2 separate regions of the Sus scrofa genome follow, and region 1 is linked to region 2. The links are chromatin contacts, called in public Hi-C maps. All regions are on one chromosome and are shown on one strand. Each heading gives the region's core, a stretch centred on a gene start, on an enhancer-like site or on the middle of the called end of the contact. The rest is flanking DNA. Distances are from core to core; before and after follow the strand shown. Region 1 holds the start of SPRED3 (sprouty-related, EVH1 domain-containing protein 3). Region 2 holds the start of CATSPERG (cation channel sperm-associated protein subunit gamma).

Region 1 (5,295 bases), core at 2,614-5,113, 50 kb after region 2:
CAGCTGGGACCAGTTTCCCTCCCTGGTGGCACCAGAGAGTAACAAGAGGGCCAAGGGTCAGCTTGGAGGTCTGGATACTAAGGGGCCAGGCCAAGGTGTTCTCGCCCCTGTCAGGGGTCAGTATCAAGGCTTCTCTTGGTTTTGAAGGATTGGAGCTCAGGTTTGAGATGCAACTAATGGGCTGGTCTAGGATCAGCTGGGGTCTGGATGCCAAAGGGTTGGTTGAATGGAGAAAAGTGGGGTTCAGGACTTGGAAGGCATGCCCTCCCCTCCCAACTCCCCGACCTCCCCTCACCAGGCAGACACGTTGCGTGGCAGGCGGCGATGGCGTGGCTGATGGCGGCAGTAACACTTGCAGGGACAAGAGTTAAGCACCTGGAAGGGAGGCCAGTGGCGCGCCGCGCCCGAGGGAGCCGTCCCCGCCGGAGGAGCCCTGCTGCTACCACCCCCTCCACCACCGCTGTCAGTCACAGTAGCTGCAGTACGTTCTCGAAGACCATCTCCAGGCGGGCCATCCTCACGGGGCGCAGCCCTGACTGCGCGGGGACCCTTGTTCCGGCGGGTGCGGGCCTTGGCGGGCGCCGGCACGGGCGGCGACGGCTCGGCTGTGATGGGAGCTGGAGCCGGGGCTGGGGCCTGGGCCGAGGCCGGGGTCGGGGCCGGGGCCTGGGCCTGTTCGGTAGCCAAGGCGAGGGGCAGAGCGGGAGGTGGGGCGGGAGCCACTGCTGACTCCAAGTGGCCCGGGCCTGCGGTCGGCGGGAGCGCGGCGGGCAGCGGCGTTGGCTGAGGCATGGGCGGCTGCGGTGTGGGAGGAGGTGCGGGAGGCGGCGTGGGTGGTGGCGTGGGCGGCGGCAACGGCGGCGGCAGCACCTCCTGCGGGTCCGGAGGCCCAGGGCACACAGGCTCGCCATTGGCAGGCGCCGGGAAGATGAACATAGGCGGCGCCAGCAAGGCCGGTGCGGGCCTCCGGGGCCCTGGAGCTGGATGCATCTGCCCTGGCGGAGGCGGCGGGGAGCCCCAGGGCCCCGAGAGCGTGGCTGCGCGCCGTCGGGGCGCCCCGACGCCTCCGCCAGCTCCGTTGAAGCGAAAGTGGCGTTCAGGACCATCAGGAGGGCTCACCCAGTCAAATTTGGGTTTTGAGCCTGGGAAGGTGGTGTAGGGTGGCGGTGGAAGTGTCCGGACATGGGACACAGGCGCCGAGGGGGGTCCAGAACACCCCTCGCTATCTCCATCACCGCCCTCTGCTTCCTGAGTCCCTCGAGGGACCTCTCCCGGAGAGCGAGCGGTCCCAGGAGCGGGCCCCTGCTTCAGGACCTCAGCGTAGGAGATGGCTCCCGAGGTAGCGGAGAAGAGTCCTGCACCTCCTCCGCCGCCCCCAAGAGAGGCTTTGGCTGCTAAGGAACTCGAGGCTGCCGCAGGGGGTAGAGGGGGCCCTGACTTGAAGGTGACTTTACACAGCAAGTTCAGGCCGGGCTCGGAGGCCGCCGGCAGGGCCATTTCTCCCTCGCCTGCTTGGGGAGGTGCCCCTCTGCGGGCACCGCAGGCCGTCTGGACCTCGCTACCGCGCCTGGCTTGGCTTTCTGTAGGGGTTGCGGCGGGTGTGGCCAGAGCAGGAGTGATTTTACGATCCAGGGGCTGCCGGTCGGAAGGTGGCGGTAGTGGTGGCTTCCGCAGCTCTGAGGGCGGTGGAATCGGGGATAGGGCCCTCGGGACAGGGTTGGAATCCTCTTCGGTTAGTTGCCGGGGCGGCGGCGGCAGCGGGCGGAGGCTCGGAGGGTCGCCCTGGCCGCGATGGCTCGCCTCCAGCAGACCGCGGATTCGGGGCACCGAAGTGCCCGTGGGTTTTCGCCACTTAGACGGCGCGGGCAGCAGGGTCCCCACGGGGGGCGGGGGTGGCGTAGAGACCGTGGCCGCAGCCGCCTCCTCTGAAGGAGGCGTCACTGGCGAGGGCAGTTCTAAGGTCAGGGGCAGGGGTGAGGGTGAGGCCTGGGGCTCCGGGGGTACCAGGAGTCCTGGGGGCGGAGAGCTGCCAGGGAACCAGACACCCAGCCCTCGAGCCAGGCGCATGGCTGGGGAAGAGGGGGTCACCTCGGGCTCCATCAAGGATGTCCGGCGGGAGTCGGAGGACCGGCCCGAGGCCTGCTCTTTTCGGGAGCCCCCGCCAGCGGACGGCTCCGACTGCACGTTCCCCATTTCTGACGGAGGTCAGGGACTGTGGTCAGAAAAACGTCAGCCAGTCAATCTATCAGGGCTGGGGGAAACCCACGAGGCAGAGTTGTACTTGGTCCTATCTATCCTCACCCGCCCTGCCCTTGTCCTCCGATATCCACTCGGGAACTAGTCTCTAGCCGCATTCCTATTTCTCTGCTCTTGACGTTCACATCTTCTTCCCCGTGGACCCATACAGCTGCTGTTCAGGTACAGAGTCCCCATTCTCTTAGTGTACTAAGGTTCAGTACCTGTCTTCCTATCTGGACCCTCAGATCACATCCCTTCGCTTTGACCACATCCGAGGTCTCTAGACTCCAAGACATAGGCCTTGCCCGCCTTCCTTGCCAGTTACTCAGGCCACAACACGCGTGGTGATTGTACTCTGTAGCTTGTAAGACCAAGGAGTACCAGCTTCTCTCCCTGAACTCTCAACAAGGTTTCTTTGGCCCAGGCCCCGCCTCCTCCCTCTGGTCCCGCCCCCGATTGTCAGGGAATCGGGCCTTCTCAACCAGACCCCCCAACCCTCCCCAGGTCTGGCCCCGCCTCCGCTTAACAAATCCAGATATTTTTGTCGTGCTAACCCCTCAGTCCTCACCTCTAACCCTCAACTCCCTCTCAATTGATTATTTGGTTCCCGCCCTCTTCCCAGGCTTCACTGCTAAATTTCTTTTCCTGCTCCAGGTCTAGCGGCAGACCTCATACTCAGGCTCCACCCCTTCCCCCAAGCTCCGCCCTCGCTCCTCCTCTCAGAGGATCCCACTCACCGACTCCACCAGCCGACCGAAGTTCGGACCGCGGCCCCCTGGGCCCAGGGGAGGGAGGGGAACGGCCGCAGCAGAAAGTAACCGAAAAGAACGGGGCAAGCGGGCGAGGCAGCAAGAGCGGACCCCGAGACCTAGGCCCCGCCCATAGGCTCGAGCCCCCCGCCCCGTGTGCCAGCTTGAGCACTGCCCCTTAGGAACCTGGATCTCCCTTTGAAATACTCCAGTGTCTTCTTCCCCGCCCCCAGGCCTTGCAGTCCTAGGCCCCACCCCTGTAGAACGTTCTTTTAAGCCCCGCCCCTTCACAATGCCCCGCCCTCTCCGTTAGTTTCTCTCCTGAAGCTCCGCCCATTATGAACACAGCTGCGTAGCTCCTCCCTTTTGGAACTCTCCGTCGTCCGGCCCCTAAAGGCAGTTTACTTGTAAGCTCCGTCCTACAAGGACAACCTCTCCTCCCAAGACCCTCTTTCCTCTGGCTCGCCCAGAAGGCCCTTCCTCTGTGGATCCGCCCCTTCTATGACGCACGCGCTCGTCCGCGCCTCCCGCGTCTTCACTCTCCTTTTCCAGGCCCTCCGACCCCGCCCCCTAGCGATGCTCCCTTCTCGCCCCACCCCTTTTCGAACCCCGCCAGGCACCCCGCCACTCCCATTTAGAACCCAAAACATAGACCTTGCCTCTTTAGAACATCCAGAGCAAGCTCTGTCCTAGACTCCCTCCCTACATCCTCAGGGACCAATGGCACAGATGGGTGGGAAAGGAGGGGATCCTTTCTGGATCCTAAGAAAATGGGGGCTGGGGGGCTGTTCGCTGGAGCCAGGGCCGGGCTCTAGGACCCAGCGGGCAAGTGCGCCTGCCTCGCGCTTACCCCTCCCCCCAAGCCGCCCCCTCCCCCCCCATCTACCAGGTTTCCCCTCCCTCCCCCCTCGCCCCGGCTCCCGGTGCCCGTCTCTAGCGCCGCCGGAGCCAGCGAGGGAGCTGGAGCGAAGAGGAGGAGGAGGAGGAGGCCACGTCGCCACCGCTCGGAGCCCGGCCGGAGCCTTCCAGGCAGGTGCCGAGGGGGGCGAGGGGGCGGGGGCTGACAGACGGCCTGTCACGGTGAGGGGGCAGCCGGGACCGCGCAGCGCCTCCTGTCCACCGGGACGCCCCCAGACCCTGGCTGGAAGGACAAGGGGGTGGGGGCTCCTAAACTGCGCGGCAGCCATTTGGGGTACCAGTCTCCATTTGGGGGGGCCTGGACTTCCTACGAGGACACCCCATTCATAATTTCCGTACTGGACCCCCACCATTGAGGAAATCTGGGGACCACTCCCCCCAGGAAACAGATCATAGGGAGCGTAGGGCACCCAGAAATCCCGGCATCCCATCCCAGTAGGCCCTGGGGGGGGACCCCTGCCCTCTTTCTCTGCTTCACCTGTTGTCGGGGGAGGCGGGCGGACAAAGGAAGCAGCGTCACGTGACTGCTCATTCACAAAATCCCATCCCATTGAGAAAAGGGGGCTGGGGGCGCTGCGGCGGCCCCTTCCCCTCCCGAAAGGCTGGGGAAACCCGACAGCCTGCTGGTGGGGGAAGGGGCTAGAGCTCGTGGCTTGGGTGCTTGAGGCTGGGGCACCAAGGTCCCTGCGCTAGGTGGTAGTGAGGGGTTGGAGGCTGATCCTGATTGCTGGGCGGAGGGCTATGGTCCCTGAACAGGGGGGAGGGGGGCTGGGGGGCGGGGTAAGATGGTTCTGAAGGATGCTGGGGCCGGGAGAGGGAAGAGGAGGGATCAATTCCCCCCTCCCCGCCCGCCTGCCCGCCCGCAATCTCTCCCCCTTGCCTTTCCTCGGCAGGGGCCTGAGGGAGCAACCTTGATTTTGTGAATGAAATGCTCTCTGGATGTGTCTCGGTCGCCCGTTCCTGGCTTCTTCTGCCTCCATCTCCCTTTCGGCCTGTCTCTGGCCATTTCTGGTTCTCTCCCTGCTCTCTGCCCATCTCCCGTTGCCGGGTGACTCAATGAGCTTTGCATCCGGTCTCATTCATAAATCCGGGAAGGGGTGGGGGGAAGAGAGCCTGGGTTTCTCACCCAGCCAGTGGCCTGGGCGGCAGGGTGCGGAGGCAGTGTAGGGGGGACTGGGGCTGAGTTGATGGGCTCTAAGAAAATACATATGCGCAGGCACCCAGCTGTGAGGGGGACGATGGGTGGGGCTGTGGGTACGTGCAGAGGGAGGAGAAGGAGAGAGGTTGATAGGGGATGAGCAGGAGGAGGAAGGGAAGTGGAAGAGCAAAGCTATGGGGGGTGAGGACGGGCAAGATGGGGAGAGGGAGAAAAGGTGGGTAGGGAGAAAAA
Region 2 (4,969 bases), core at 1,345-3,844:
AGCAATTTGATCTCCATAAAGCTCTTAGAACAGTGTCTGGTTCTCCATAAAATGTTGGCTAATGGTTATTCTCATTTCTGCACCTTGCTTTTTCATATTACATAGTTCATAATATGCATATAACTTTTCTAACATTCTCTTCTGTACTTTGCTTTTTTTCACCAACCCAGTGTAATTCAGAGATCATTCCAGAGGCATATGAATAGGTGTCATATATATATTTTTTTATTTTATTTTCTTTATTATTTTTTTTTTTGGTCTTTTTTCTATTTCTTTGGGCCTCACCCACGGCATATGGAGGTTCCCAGGCTAGGGGTCGAATCGGAGCTGTAGCTGCTGGCCTACACCAGAGCCACAGCAACGCGGGATCCGAGCCGCGTTGACCTACACCACAGCTCACGGCAACACCGGATCGTTAACCCACTGAGCAAGGGCAGGGACCGAACCCGCAACCTCATGGTTCCTAGTCAGATTCGTTAACCACTGCGTCACGACGGGAACTCCTATATATATTTTTTAAATGTCTGCAGTGCCTTCTCTGGGACACATCCCATAAGTTATTTCTATGTTTTATTCATGGATATGCGGGTGGCATGAATCATCACAGTAATAGAGGCACATCCCCCTGGTGGGGCTACATGCAGAATTGGGGGATGTTTGTCATGAGGAGACCCCAGTCTCTGCCTCTGTGGGTCTAGAAGGGCTCATATTCACAGCTGAGATTTCTTCTCTCAGATGAAGTTACCCTCCCTGGTCTGGGGAGGTGGGGAGTGCTGGGACTGGGGAGACTTCCACCAGCTCTTCATTTTCAAAGAACGTCTGTTCTGGGCTGTGTTGCCCTGAGTTGGAAACTTTACATCAGATGATGCTGATACTGATGGTCTGGGGATAACACCTTATGAACCAGTGCTCCAAAGCCTTCCATGCCTGTGATGCAGTGGGAAACAAAGATGCATTCCCTGACATCATGGCCTAGAGTGGTCAGGGGAAGGATGGGGGCCACTCAGGTATCACAGACAAGACCTGAAGGAAGGAAAATGGTCAGCAGGGGATAAAGTAGGAAATAGTATCCCAGAGAGTGTTATAGTTTGGACACAGTCTGGAGGAGAGCGAGCACCCCTGCTCAAGGACATTCAAGTTGCTCTGTGTGACTAGGCTTTGGACTACAGAGGGAGAAAAGAGATGAGCAGGACAGGAAGGACAACAGGGATGGGATCGTACAGGGCTCTGGAAAGCAAGCGAGTTTGGGTGTTTCCCTGGGGTCCTGGGGTGGCATGGAAAGCTTTAGAGCATTGGTTCATAAGGTGTTGTCCCCAGACCATCAGTATCAGCATCACCTGATGCAATTCTCCAGCCCCATCTCAGACTTACTGAATCAAAAATCCTGGAGATGGAGCCCAAAAATCTGTTTCAGCAAGTCCTTTAAGGCACATTAAAGTTGGAAAATCATGGGTTTTTAGAGTAAAGTCAGCTTTGCAGATCATCAAAAAGTCATGGTCTGGAGTTCCCCTTGTGGTTCAGCAGGTTAAGAACCCCACATGAGGATGTGGGTTTGATCCGTAGTCTCACTCAGTGGGTTAAGGAGCCAGCATTGCTACAAGCTGCTGTGTAGTTTGCATATGTGGCTCAGATCTGGCGTTGCTGTGGCTGTGGAGTAGCCGGGAGATGTAGCTCCAATTCGACCCCTAGCCTGGGAACTTCCACATGCTGTGGGTGAAGCCATTAAAAGGAAAAAAAAAAAAAAAAAAGGCATGATCTGAGTCTGTTAGGCATCAGAATACCAATGAAAACTAACTCATTGAATATTTATTTGTGCCAGGCATTCTTCATGTGTTAGCTTATTGACTTCCCAAAACAACTCTATGAGATGGCTGCCCTGTTCTGTAGAGGAAGAAGTTAAGCCGCAGGCGATCAATTCCCACATGGAGACCAAACTTTTTTTTCACTAGAATTGTGATATTAAAATCTGATTGAGTAGAAGGATGAGTAGGCCAGAACCACCAATAGGAACTCCTTGAAGACCTTCCTATCACAAACTTCGTCTCTAGCACCCTCTGCCGTTCAGGCCCCAAATGGGTGTGGAGCACCGCGCTGACTCTGTTCCCAAGCTGTAGGCGCTAGTTGGGATGCGCGTTACCATGGATACCGGCAAGCGGGGGAGAAGTTTCCTCGAGAAAGGCGGAAGTGGGTTGTAGAAGTGCTGTCGGCCATTTTGAGACCGGGCAAGAGGGGGCGGGACTGGAGCGGCGGAGAGACGGTTGACCGGTTTTAACCTAGTGACTGGTACCACGGGGCGGGGAGAAGGGGGTGGTGCCTGGTGCCATCCCCGGGAGGGATGCGGGGGGCGGGGGCGGGGTTAAGAAGGGGAGGGAAGGGGAGGAGGGAGGCGAGGAAGGAAAAGGCTGGGGAAAATTTGGAGCGCGGAGGGACTGGGCACAGTAGGGGCGGGGCAGAGGAAGAGCGGGGCAAGGCTAAGAAGCTGGGTGATGAATAGGGGCGGGGCTCGGAGAGGCGGAGCGTAGAGCCGCGAATTGTCCAGGGCATGGAAAGGAGTGGTGAGAAGAAGGGGTGGGGCCAAAAGGTGTCGCGGTTCGGGAGGAAAGTGAAGACAGAGAAAGTACTGACGCACAGGGTAGCGCCGGCAAGGAATGAGGAGACAGTGCAGGGCGAGGAGAGGGTGCGGAGCGAAGGGAAGACCAGTGGCGAGAAGAGTTCCCAAGGCAAAGAAACTGTATCTAAGGAGAAGGGGCGGGGCCACATGAGGGGGCGTGGCGAGGAGCAGGCTCGGGAAGAACAGCTCTCCCAGGAGGGAGAAGGACAGGTCGATAAAGGGCAAAAGCAGAGCGGGGAGCAAGAAACAGCCGAGAAACAGGGGAAGGTGCGGGGCGTGGGGCGGGTCCGGGAACAGGATCCGGAGAGGGACAGATCTAGAGCCAGGGCCCGGTACGTGGGCAGAGCCCGAGCACGTGCGCGGAGAAAGGGGCGGTGCGAAGAGAAGGGATGGGGCGGGGCAATAAGCAGGGTCGGAGCCAGGTACAGAGGGACTGGGGAAAATAGTTGTGGGGCAGTTAAATCGAGAAACAGAATCCGAGACGGAGTGAGGAGTAGGGGTGGGAGGCAGAGCAGGGGCAGAGCAAAGAAGGGTGGGGCAAGGTTAAGGGGTGAGAGGAGAAATCGGGGAGAAACCAGGGGCAGAGGCGTTGCCAGGAGCAACAGTAGGGGCGGGACCGGGAGTAGTAGCAGAGGTGGTGTCCGGAATTGCAATACTGGCAGGGCCTGGGGCACCGCCTGGGGTAGGGCCGTGGTCTGGAGCAGAAGTGGAGCCAGGAGCAAGAGTAGGGGTGGAGCCGGTAGCACTAGCAGGAGCGAAGCTAGAAGCAAGAACTGGAGCGGAGCTGGGAGCAAGAGTAGGGGTGTAGTTAGGAGCAAGAACAGGGGTGGGGCCAGAAGTCTGAGCAGGGACGGGGCCGGGGGTCCGGTGGGGGCCAGGCGCAGGAGCTAGGCGGGATCTCAGACGGCACCTACCAAGAGTTGTATTGCCGGCTGGTGACCTCCGCATTTTCCAGGTTGAAGCCACGTTGCCCACTGCCCCAACATGTCCCCTGCTGGCCCTGCGTGGCCGAGACTCCGAGTCCTGCGGGCGCTGTGGGCACTTCTGGTGGTGCTATTGGCACCATGGAGGTTGTGGGCGATAAAGGATACCCTGGAGTGCACCTGGCAGGTTGTCCTGAACAACTTTGAAACAGTAGGCAAGAACCACGCAAGCGATCGTTTTTTCAATCAAGAGCCCCTGGACACAGTGGACGAAGTGTTCAGCCTGCTGGTGGATGCACCCATCGACCCGGACGAGGTGAGGGGACTGGGGTCTGGAGAACGGGAGAGGTCCTGGACAGGCACCTCACTGGGCTCCAGACATTTGCCCAGCTTATCCTTGCAGAGATACCTGGGCTTTCCTTACTTCCTGAAGATCAACTACTCCTGCAGAGGAGAGGTGAGTGGGTGCAGCGGGGGTGGGCTCATTCTGTTCAGGCCTGTTTCTCCATCTCTAACATTTGAATAGCAGGGACCTTAAATATTCACAAAGATTCCTGTTATCCCACCAAGCACATGGTTGGTGCTCTATTAAAAAATAGAGGTATAGGAGTTCCCCTTGTGGCTCAGCGGTAACGAACCCGTCTGGTATCCATGAGGATGCGGGTTCAATCCCTGGCCTTGCTCAGTGGGTTAAGGATCTGGTGTTGCTGTGAGCTGAAGTGTAGGTTGCAGACGAAGCCGGGATTTTATGTGGCTGTGGCTGTGGTGTAGCCTGGCAGCTGCAGCTCTGATTCAACCCCTGGCCTGGGATCTTCCGGGTGTCACTGGTGCGGCCCTAAAAAGACATTATGTGTGTGTGTGTATACATGAGAGATTTCAGATAGCATAAAACTTACCATTTTAAAGTATACAATTCAATAACATTTAGTGTATTCACAAAGGTGTGCAACCATCACCGCTATCTTGTTCCAGAACATTTTCATCACCTCAAAAGGAAACACTGTACCCCCATCCCTCCAGCCCTGGAGACCACTAATCTACTTTCTGCCCCTGTAAATTTGTTTATTCTGGACATTTCATATAAATGGAATCATATGGAAGAAGCCTCCGGTTTCTTAGCATGTTCTCAAAGCTATGCTACAGCATGGATCAGTATTTCCTTCTTAGGCTTGAGTAGTATTCAGTTGTATGAATGTGCTGCATTTTGCTTATTCCTTCATTAATGGATGGACATTTGGGTTATTACCCATTTAGGGAGGGCTATTATGAACATGTTTTTGTGTAAACATGTTTTGACTTCCCTTCAGTATATACCTAAGAAAGGAATGACTGGGTCATATGTTAACCCTGTTTCACTTCTGAGGACCTGCTGTGCAGGCTTTCACATTCCCATCGACAGTGAGAGCCTTCCAGTTTCTCTCCATCCTCATCAGCA

Evidence for each region. Hi-C and Micro-C count contacts between places; a contact is called where the count stands out from the background.
Region 1: a Hi-C map of embryonic fibroblasts shows a contact between it and region 2, with 2.1 times the contacts expected there. The contact joins the promoter of SPRED3 here to the promoter of CATSPERG in region 2. A contact is called at or near these places in 2 of 47 Hi-C or Micro-C datasets (both in embryonic fibroblasts) and 1 of 2 datasets of contacts at active chromatin or transcription factors (alveolar macrophages).

Annotation. Positions count from the first base shown.
Region 1 is chr6:47,298,348-47,303,642 of Sscrofa11.1, forward strand. SPRED3 (sprouty-related, EVH1 domain-containing protein 3) reads left to right here and starts at 3,864. Exons shown (of 6, transcript XM_021094342.1): 1 at 3,864-4,016. It overlaps GGN (gametogenetin), which reads right to left and starts at 3,229. Exons shown (of 3, transcript XM_005664585.3): 1 at 2,976-3,229; 2 at 296-2,212. The coding sequence starts at 2,193.
Region 2 is chr6:47,249,713-47,254,681 of Sscrofa11.1, forward strand. CATSPERG (cation channel sperm-associated protein subunit gamma) reads left to right here and starts at 2,595. Exons shown (of 27, transcript XR_002344645.1): 1 at 2,595-2,821; 2 at 3,567-3,850; 3 at 3,938-3,991.